Regions from separate parts of the Mus musculus genome. Here region 2 is linked to region 1. A link is a contact called in public promoter capture Hi-C data. All regions are on one chromosome and are shown on one strand. The core of a region is the stretch at or near the end of the contact, and the rest is flanking DNA. Distances in the headings are between cores, read along the strand shown.

Region 1 (5,332 bases), core at 1,254-3,753:
GCCAAATATCCACATAGCAAGTAGTCTCTCTAGGGACCGGGATTTTCTCTGCTCAACGAGGTGCTTATACTCCGGGGTCTCCTGGATCTTCATTTTATTTGAAGTCTCTCTGCAAACTGGCCTTTGAAATTTCCAAGTTGTTCAGTGCAATGAGCTGAGAAGGGCTGTGCTTAAAAGAGATGAGTGAAGGTCGCAGTGGTGGTCACAAATACCTCCAGATGGCTTTTAGCCAAGCATCGAGGCAGATTTTGTAATTTAAGGAAAATCGACATGTGGCCCTTTCAGCATTTCTGAGTGTCCTCTGTCAGCTCAGCACTGTGACATTTGCTGTGTGGTGCCTGTGCACTGGACCCTGTCCACAGATAAGAACAGAGGCTGAGCCCCAGCCTAGGGGACATTCTCCAGAGGCCACCAAGAGAAGAAAAATTAGCTGAACTCAAGACTTCAGAGGCTTGAGCTTTTTGCTGTAGAGATGGTTCTGAGCATCCGAGTATCTCAGCATCTTCTCTGCATCCAGGTTATTGAATCCATACTTCATACCCAAGTCGTAGAAATGACATCCCCCAATGATGCTAACAATAGGTCATGGGCTTCCTCTGTCAGCAACAGAGAGAGTCTGGACTTTGTTCATTTACTGTAATCCTTCCCCTTCTCATTTCTGTTTCTCTTCTCGCCCAGTTCCCCTGGAGCAAAGCGGGGAAGCAGAACCATTTCCAAACACTAACAGTGTTAGTTCCGTGCTCAGAGAAAAGAGGCTTCCGAGTAATAACTTTACCCGTCCTTTAGTGCTGTGGGTCTTGGCTAGCCTTCAGGTGAGACCCCTAAAATGACCACCTTTGGACATGGGCATGCACAACCCAAAGCAGCAAACCACTAAAGGGAGTTTAGCTGCCCATGGGGAATTTGTAGCTACAGTCACCATCTCAGTGAGGACAGATATGAAGAGTCAGGCACAGAGAGTGACTAAATGTGATGATGAGTCTCTTCTGAGAAAATGGGAGGGTGTGTTTGCTCAAGGGAGGCTGTGTCTGCTGCTCTATGGGTCCATAGCCGATGCTCTAGAAGCATCGGGGAGACTCATCAGAACATTTGAACGATTCCAAAAGAAGCTTGCCACATGAATCAAGCAGAAGTGCCACACTGTAGGTCCTGGACAGAAAGTGCTTGCCCTATGACCAAGAGGACCTGAGTACAGCGCTCACTGGATAAAGACAGACACAGCATACTCTTGGAGCCCCAGGGCTGAGGACTTGGACACACAGTCCTTGGAGCTTGCTGCAGCTGGTCAAGTCAAGCTAGTTAGCGAGTTCCAGGATCAGTGCCTCAAAAGCTAAGGTAAAGAGTGATTTTGAAAATCACTCAAGGGCTGGAGAGATGGCTCAGTGGTTAAGAGCACTGACTACTCTTCCGAAGGTCCTGAGTTCAAATCCCAGCAACCACATGGTGGCTCACAACCATCTATAATAAGATCTGATGCCCTCTTCTGGTGTGTCTGAAGACAGCTACATTGTGTTCACATATAATAAATAAATCTTTAAAAAAAAAAAAAAAAAAAAAAAACACTCAAAGTTGGCTTATGGCCTCTGTATGCATGTACACAGGTTCATGCATTTCTATGCGTGCATGCCCATGAACCTATATATACACGCACACACACACACACACACACACACACACACACCTGACATACTCTAACGACTTTTGTCCCTAGGCTACGACCCATTTCCACTCCTCTGGCTCCAAACACCCATACAGAGTGATGTTCGCCATGCCCTGCTCACCCAAAGCTCCCTGTCTGTGGGGCAGATTGCCTCGCCACTAGACTGGAGGTGCTAAGACCACACAGCCCATCACAGACATTCGCCTTCCAGACCATCACAATTCCACCCCACCAGCTTTCTTCCATGACTGGCGCTGCCCACAGTGGACCCCGGGAGCTGATCATCTCTGGGCCCCCCTCTTCACTAGTTTTCTGTGAGACTTGGACACCAAACCCAAGCACACACCAGACTTCCCCCTTTCTCTTCCCACCTTGCTAAATTAGTTAGGACAGGATTGTTTATTCAAAACCAAAGTCCACCAAAATGGGAAGGAGCTTAGGAAGAAGCCCCCACCAGTGCGTAAAGAACATTTTTCCAAAGGGCTCCGGAGTCAGAGCAGGAGCGGGGTACAGGGTATGACATCATCCCTATGGTTGGTGGTCTCCTGGAGAAAGTCAGGGCATGCTGACGGGATAATAAGTCCACTATCGACCTGCGACCCCCTGAGGAAAGAAACACAAGTTCGGGGGTGGGGGGAGCCCCAGGTGGCGGCGTTTGAACCAGCAGTGAGACCACCATCAGATCCAGTCTTATCCACCTAGAAATGCGCTTGTATGGAAAAGCAAACAGGCCCGGGCCGTGCCCTTTGGACCTTTGGCAATTCTCCTTAAGCCAGCTCCTCCTATAAATGGAGCACTTTTCAAAGGGCCAGGCAGTCTCATCAGTGCCTGCAGTGGATCAAGTACCTGCCTGAGCTCCGCCTCCGAAGACCCTGTAGAGCAAGCAGCAGGGGCTAGGCCCGTGGCCAGGCCACAGCCAGGAAGCCACCCCACCATCCATCCGCCATGGGCCCACGAAAGCCTGCCCTGCGGACGCCGTTACTGCTGCTGTTCCTGCTACTGTTCTTGGACACCAGCGTCTGGGCTCGTGAGTTAGGGTGGAAGCCTGGGAGAAAGCCAGCGTGGGGACAGAGCGCTGGGCTGTGCTACAGACCACCAGTTACATCCTGGGGTAGAAACTGGTGGCAGGCTGGCTATTAGGTAGCTTGGGCTAGGTGAGAGGGAAGGCAGCCGCAGGGTCCTAGGGAGGGGGCGGGGGGTGATGAAAAAAACAAGATCTAGCAGGCTCCTGGGTTCCGGGTGAGGGCACTGTACAGGGGAGTTAGAAAGAAGGCTCTGGATAGCTCTAAGATAATTTAGGTTGTGAGGGCTCCCTCCTGTCAGGCCATGGAACCCACTGGAAAACACAAGAAAGCCAAGGTTCTCCTTTTCTCTTACAGAAGATGAAGTCCTGGAAAACTTAAGCTTCAGCTGTCCAAGTAAGGCATTTTTCACTGGCCGCCTTGGTACTTCTCACCCTGACGCTCCTCTCCATCCACCCTCCTGTGCCCCCGTTCCTCCCACGTAGAACCCGTTTGCTTGCTCGGATTAGGAAGCACTGCTCAGACCCCTGCAAGTGAAGACTTTGAGTCTCTGTGCACCCAGACTCCTCCAACAAAGGATCTCTGCTCTTTGTGTATTGCCTTTCTTGTCTGTACCAAGACTTGGTTCTGAAGTGGGGTAGCGATGAGACTGTGGGCACTGTAGAGAGACATTGCTGTGCTGTTTATCGATGACTAATCACTGATTCAGAGTATGTGAGGATGAAGAAATGCCGACTTTAACCTTTGTGCAGAACACCAGACCCCTCCACCCCTTCCTATTTACTCTACCCTAGGGGTCAGAGGATCAGGCTTTGCCGCAATACCCAGCTTCCTCCGCAGAGCGCTAGGATTGGCCTCTCCTCTGATGGGGCAGCATCTCCATCTGGTGGCCATATGGCAGTACTACATCCGGGTTCCTAACCAGTTATTTTTCTCACAATCAAAAAATTCCTGTCATGGACAGTGGAATCTGCCAGAAGTTTCTTTTTATGGAGGGGGTTTCTAGAAGTCAACCAGACAGCCTTAACAGCTAACTTTGTGTCCGGTACTTCATAGGTTCTAGTCACGATAGCATTTTCAAACTGAGAAAACACTTAGCCCTGTCCCTTTGATAACTTAAAATTTCAAAGGCTCATCACATGGATTTCTGCAGTTCCATTTAATCGATGCTTGGCCCTCCCTTTCGTGGAATCCCAAATGATTAAACACCATTCTCAGCCAAGATGGTGGCGATGTTAAGTCTATAGAGACCAATGGTGTGTAGTACAAAGTCAAGCACAACTAACTCGTGCTCAGTGACCTTTATCGCCTGTGCCACGGTCCCAATCTGCCTGGCAGCGGCTGCCTTTAGAGAGTTGTTTCATCTCCAGGGCTGACTTATTTCCTCTTCACTTTAGAAGATGCAACTCGATTCAAGCACCTCCGAAAGTACGTGTACAACTATGAAGCTGAAAGTTCCAGCGGTGTCCAGGGCACAGCTGACTCCAGAAGCGCCACCAAGATCAACTGTAAGGTACGGAGGACAAGGGCTGGAGAAACCTGCAGCTGAAGCCTAGCCTTGTTCCACCAGGAGCCCCTCATAGAACCTTCTAGCACTTCCCAGCACCTCAACTGACGATACCCCACTTGAATGAAGACTTCCAAATTTCCAGCCAAGTTTTCCTCCCATTAGCTTCCAAAGTGTAATTGGGGGGCATGGTCTAGGAAGCCAGCAGGATTGGCATGTAGATCTGACCATGAGAGAGATCCAGTGAGTACAGAAAAGAAGGTGGTCTTTGCAGGAGAACGCTGGGCATGCAACATTTATGGTGTCAAGCATAAAATGGAGAAACATTTAAATACCTGGTTTGTTCAAACGATAGGCTGCTTCTCAGGAGACTTGTTAGACACCTGTCTGTTCTCATAAAGCATAGCCAAGAGCTGCTATTGAGGTCTGTGTGGGAAGAGAAATCCATTTGCTAAGTTATCCTCTTCCCTCGTGGACCATAGTGCTGGTCTGTAGAGTTAAACGCAATGGGCATTGGCTACCTGTGGCCATTTAAGTTGAATAAATGCAACTTTTATTCTCACTGGCCATATTTCAATGTAGCCAACACACACCTGTGGCTCATGCTGCCGCATTAGGTCAGACAGCACAAACACGAGCTTCTCCATCTCACTGGAGTGTTCTGAAATGGTTCCAGAAAACAACCAAGGGTCCCTTTCAATTCTGCCCACATAGGAAGCTCTCATCAGGCTCATAGCTATGGTTTGGGGAAACGATGTCAGGAAAGCATTCGCTTTTCCTGCTTGCTATTTATTTTTGTTTGCTTCATTTACTTTTCTTAAGTCTCGCTCCATTCTGCATTTCTGCTAAGCAATCACCCCAAACTCTTTACATGTAAAGTGAGTACATTAAAAACCAACACAAGGACATTCTCCCTTCCGTGCATAGCAGATGCAAACATAAACATCTTAACATAGGAAGAAGAAAGCTAAGCCAAGACAAGGGATCCGTGAGATGTGTTTAGAACATGTGGTTCTGGTGACTCTCTGACCATAACCCAAATACTTTCCCCTCCATGTCCTGATTGGAGACTGGGCTGCAGAAATATGTCCTATTCTAGATGGAGAACATCAATGTATTATTACTTTCTGTTCTCAGGTAGAG
Region 2 (5,864 bases), core at 447-2,946, 530 kb after region 1:
CTCCCATATGCCTCTCCTTGCTCTCTGTAAAATTCATGGCCTCTTTTTTTTTATTGTTATTACATATATTTATACATATTTCTAAATATAACCTACTCAGGCAACTTGTTACTTATCTATATGTTTTCAGGGTTGACCATTTGGTATTGGATAGCACTAAGTCAAATCTTCTTTTATTTGAGTTTTAAACACTGCATTCCAAAGGCAGAAGCTGGCGGAGGTCTTAAGTAAGGGGTCGTTCCCATAGCTGACAGGTGCCTACAGTGGGGTAGAGAACCTTGTCCCAAAGGGAAACACAGAATAGAACATCAACCTCTCTCTCTCTGGTTCTTAAAAAGTGAATGATGTCATTGGCGCCTCTGCACAGGAATGATTCACCCCTGCTGCTCTCTGATGAAGTCAGAATTTTGCAGTAGGGAGGAGCTGAGTTCACAATGGATTGCCACACTCCAGTGTGTTGCCACTGAAGACGTGTCTGTGACTATTTATAGATGGAGCCTGCATTAGGAGTTAAGTGCTCAGAACCCCAGAGTCTGGGAATCAGAGAACACGTTCATGGGCTGTGCCTCGTCCTTTCCTGACACAAAACTGTGTAGCATGATTTAGCAAATGAAACTGTATTCCTAGGAAATTGTCCCAAAGAGAGGCCAAAGAAGCCTCCTAAAGACAACTTTGATGAACTTGCTTCATCTACGGAATGTGTGTTTTTTCTCATCTTGATCACAGTGTATGTCTAAAAAAACAAAAACAAAACTGAAAAGACAAGATACAGTGGAACACACCAATAACCCTAGCACCCAACGGGGCAGAGGCAGGTGGGTCATTGTGAGGTTTAGGGCAGCTTGACCGACATGGTACCTTCCAAGCCAGCCAAGGCACCAGAGGGAGACCCTGTCACAAAGAAAAAGAATCTGATGCATTTACAACGTGGAAATCTCAATGATTAACTAGGAAGTTCACTCTGTCGTGTGTTTATTGATGCCATTAAGGGTTACTAGATGCTTCCTATCTGCCAGGAATCTATTTACAGCACCTGGCTGCCACACTCTGAGGACAGTGTAACTGTCTATTCAGCTTCCGAAGTCTAACTGATAGGGCTTGAGTCTGGCAAATAGGAAACAGGTGGTAATCGTGACTCCCCTAGTTTTACCATGAATCCTTCTAGCAGGGTGTACTTAGGATTGGGACAGAGGGAGAACACAGATAGTGTGTGCTCTCAAAGGAGCTCCAGTCCAGGAAAATTCTTGCAACCAAACCTGCTACTTCCAGCTGATGGGGTAAGTGCTATAAGTTAAGTACAAGGGGAGTGGCATACAAAGGTCTGAGAAGACTCGAATAAATGACATATTGCTCTTTGGCAATCTCCATTAAACTCCACCCTCAAGCACTAGTTTCTTTGTGTAGCTCCCTCCTATAATGATTGTGAGTTTGGCCAGGAACACCAGCTTACCTCAATGGTATCTCGCCATGATTGATGCAAGCTGCAGCTTGCTGTGGTCTTGCTCTTTAGGAATAAAAAAATTTCCCCTGGAACCCACCCACCACGCTCTGAAGAAAATCAACCAGTCTTACATAGAAGCCCCGTATGGAAGAGAACTGTGACCTTGGCCATTAGCCTCAGCTGAACTAACAGCTGGTGCTGCCATCTGTGTGGGTGGAGCCACTAGAAATTTCCACCCTAAACTCCCGACCAACCCCTGGGAAGCTGAAGAACCGCCTGACTCATCAACCCACGGAGATATGAGACATGATGAGCTGTTGTTGTCTTAAGCCACAGGGTTTGGAGGTGGCTTGTTCCGCAGCACTGGATAACAAAACATGCTGAGACTTGGTATCGTGGAAGTTAGCCCGGCCAAATGGAGAACACGTGAGAGGCGTGAGATGGCACAGCGATCTGGATTCTGTATAGGAGGCTGAATAGGAGACTGGGAGTATAGGTCGGGGAGAGGCATTTACTGGAACTGGAGGTCGGCCAAGTCTAGATCAGAGCAGTTGAAGGTAAGTAAATAGTCGTCTCCAAGATTTCCTTTGATCGATAATCCAGTGATAAGCCTGGAAATGTTCCGTAGATGTGATTTATGGCAGGGTACAGCACAAAGCAGAATCAGCAGAGAGGAAAGGCATATGAGGCAAAGTCTGGGGTGATCATCTGAGACAGGAAAGGGGTTTCCTTGAGATACTTCATGCATAAACAACCCTCGCCCAGTGGCTCCCAGACACAGTTCCCACAGCAGTGAGTGGCTACAAGGCCTGTGAAACACTACTAATTGAGGCTCCTTGCACTCGGCACCCTAGGGCTCCTACCAGGGACTTGGCTACACTGCGATGCTCAAATGCTCCACCACACAGCATTCATCTAAATGCAAGAGCATTTTCTGAAAAGACAGATTAACACCAAAAGCTGCAGTCTTGGAGTAGGTTACACTCAAAACTGTAGGTGGGTCTCGTCTAGTTAGTTGAAGGCTTTCATCAGTTCCCCTTAAAAAAAGAGTAGAGTCTAACCCAAGACTGTAACACAGGATACCCACCTCGGTGTTCAGCCTGTTACTCTGCAGATTTGGAGTCAAAACTACAAAATATACTGAATTAGAAGCCTTCTAACCTGCAGCTTTTGACTTTGCTGGCCACTTAAATGTTCCCAATATCCTGTGTTCGTGTGTGTGTGTGTGTGTGTGTGTGTGTGTGTGTGTGTGTGTTTCGATTCCAGGGCCCTCTTCCTGAGTTACATGTGAGAGCCCAAAAGCATAAGAGAGCTGGATTTATATCTGTGTAGGAGTTGGAGTCACTGTCTGGAGCCCTGATGTTCCCACAGACTCAAGCCCTTCTCCCACTTCCTTCTCTCCTAACAGCATCTATCTATACAGGCTTAAACACGTCAGGATGTTAGTGGGACACAAGGACACACCTAGAATGGTATAGCCAGAAGGGACTCAGTGGGACCCCAGGCAAAGTGTGGTCCAAAGGAAAGCTAATTTTGCATGCCCTAAAAGCTTTTGGAATGCAGAGGCTCAAGCCCTAACCTATCCCTGGATCTACAAAATTGGAATACAGATTTTAACAAGATCTCCAGGCAATCTGAATATTAAAGTTAGAGAAGCACTGTCTTGCTCCCTAGTTTAATAATTTATTTTAGTCTATTGGTGGTGGTAGCCCACAGATATAATCCCAGTATTTGGAAGGCAAAGTCAAGGTCACCACAAATTTAAGTCCAGCCTGACCTACATACATAGCAAGTTCCATATCAGCCAGGGCTGCATAAAGACACTCTGTGTCATTACAAGGGAGACATTGAACTAAAGAAAAGATATTTGGTCAGAAGAGAAGGGGAACTTAATGTATTTTTATCTTATGATTCTAAAATATAAAATACAGAAAGTAATATCTGCCATCTATCGCGTTTTGCAGTTAGTTGCTGAATATTCTGTACTTTTCTCATATCACAGACATACGTTCAAAGCTCTGGTGTACCCCTTCCTCAGCCCTGCCCCTCAGAAGCTCTGTCTCTCAGAGGTGTTATTTTGTATACAGCTAAAAATACAAGTGCATCCTAAATACTTGATGGTGTTTTGATCTTCCTTCCTTCCTTCCTTTCTTCCTTCCTTTCTTTCTTTCTTTCTTTCTTTCTTTCTTTCTTTCTTTCTTTCTTTCTTTCTTTCTTGTTTTGGGTGTCTGTCTGTCTGTCTGTCTGTCTGTCTGTCTGGAGACAGGATTTCTCTATGTAATCCCCCTAGCTGTCCTGGAACTCACTCTGTAGACCAGGCTGGCCCAGAACTCACAGAGATCCCCTTGCCTCTGCCTCCCGAGTCCTGGGATTGAAGGTATGTATCATCACACCTGGTTTTAATTTTCATAGGAGTAGTGTACTTTATGTGGCTTCAACATCCTGATTCTACTCAGTGATAATCATTTTGAAGTTTAGCCACATGAATACATAAGGGTCCCATTTGGTAAATACTTATCTGTCTTCCTGGTGAAGCATTTGGGGTTTTTTTGTTTTTTGGGTTTTTTTCCTACAAAATGTGCTGCCGTGGATGGGTCAGTGTATGGACGTGTAGAGGGGCTTCTAACATTCTCAGATGCATTCCTCCCTCACTGGAAGGAGCTTTTTCTCTAACAAAAGTCCAGGGTTGCATTGCAGGTATAGGGAGTATAAGATGCTTCTGGCTTATATCTTGGGGGCTTTCATGTCCCAGGGGAGCAGATGCAGCCAGCTTCCACAAGAAAGTGACCCTTGAAGATGTCCGTACATCCTGACTCAATCAGAGTTACACAGAGACCTTGTTGAAAACTCTCTGTTCTGTTCACCTTCTTCTTTAGGTCTGTGACTGGGAACAATGACTGGAAGTTTGATGACTGACACTCAGTGTGACAGGGAGACAGTGAGGTAGCAGAGCCACTACTTGAAGAGGGGAAGTCAATTGGTCCAATGGAAATCAGGACTAACAACCCATCAAATCTTCTGGGAAACAATCCGTCCAGCAGAGCTTGCTTTCTTTCTTTCTTTCTTTCTTTCTTTCTTTCTTTCTTTCTTTCTTTCTTTCTTTCTTTCTTTCTTTCTTTCTTTCTTTCTTTCTTAACTGTTTACTCTTTAGATTTATTTATTTATTATATGTAAGTACACTGTAGCTGTCTTCAGACGCTCCAGAAGAGGGAGTCAGATTTCATTACGGGTGGTTGTGAGCCACCATGTGGTTGCTGGGATTTAAACTCCGGACCTTTGGAAGAGCAGTCAGGTGCTCTTACCCACTGAGCCATCTCACCAGCCCCAGTAGAGCTTTCTTTATTCTCCTAAATTCTACCGACCTCCTTGATGGTATCTTTTGGATCCCTTGAAAGACCAGTTTTAGCTGGGATGCTGACAAGGACAGAGGCCTAGAGGACTCTCATTCTCATGTCTGTAAGTTGGGGGCGATTGTTTTGAGTCATCTTGATCACACTTAATGTGGTCTTTCACTCTCTGGGGTGCTAACCCAACTTCTTTACTCAGTGGTCTTAAGGCAAGAGTCCAGGGGGACAAAGAGATGCCATAAGAATGCAAGAGGGTGGGACAAAGATTTCCTGTAACATCACTTCGGATTCTGTTGGCTAAGAACTGACACAAGAGCCACCTGGAACAAGGAAATTGGGGCACACCTCCTTATTGTTTAGAAGGAGCAGCAAAGAATCAGTTGCAAAGGAGAATGGATTGAAACCTTTCAGCCCTTTCAAATTTAGGTTAACATGCAAAATAACAGATTTTGCCCGGACACACCGCTATACATGCACCACTGTACTTTGTTCTCATTTATTCCCTGCTGGAGCTCCCACCCTCAATTCTGCTCTGCTCTAGCCGGTTCCCTTCCTTTTCCCAACTCATCCCACCTTATGCTTTGCAACTACTTATATTCAATTACTCTAGTTTCCGCCCCCCCCCCGCCCCTTTTAAGATCTTTTCCTCCCGTTTCATGAACTCTGTCATGGTTTGAATGAGAATGCCCCATACAGGTTCATGTACTGAATGCTTGGTTCCCAGTTGGTGAACTGTTTAGGAAGGATTAGGAGGTGTGGCTTGTCGGAGGTGTGTCACTGGGAGTGGGCTTCGTGGTCTCAAAAGTCCACATGAAGCCCAGTTTACATACACACACACACACACACACACACATTATATTTGTGTGTATATGTATATGAGTATGTCTGTGTCTGTGTGTATGTATACAGCAAATATAGAAATGATGAATCCAGTTTCTACATATGGGAGAAAACATTTGTGATTTGCTTAGCTTCACATAAACAAACAGATTTCTAGTCATATTCATCTACCTGCAAATGTCATGATTTCATTTTTCTTTATGGCTGCATACATTCCATTGTATGTATGTACCATG

What was found. Promoter capture Hi-C pulls out the DNA fragments that hold promoters and counts their contacts.
Region 2: a contact with region 1 is called in a promoter capture Hi-C map of liver, with 3 times the contacts expected there. The contact joins the promoter of 5033421B08Rik here to the promoter of Apob in region 1. A contact is called at or near these places in 2 of 39 promoter capture datasets (the C10 cell line and liver) and 3 of 115 datasets of contacts at active chromatin or transcription factors (bone marrow-derived macrophages and embryonic stem cells).

The regions. Positions count from the first base shown.
Region 1 is chr12:7,975,174-7,980,505 of GRCm38.p6, forward strand. It overlaps Apob (apolipoprotein B), which reads left to right and starts at 2,504. Exons shown (of 29, transcript NM_009693.2): 1 at 2,504-2,687; 2 at 3,040-3,078; 3 at 4,080-4,195; 4 at 5,327-5,332. The coding sequence starts at 2,606.
Region 2 is chr12:8,509,467-8,515,330 of GRCm38.p6, forward strand. 5033421B08Rik (a long non-coding RNA gene) reads left to right here and starts at 1,697. Exons shown (of 4, transcript XR_872469.3): 1 at 1,697-1,998.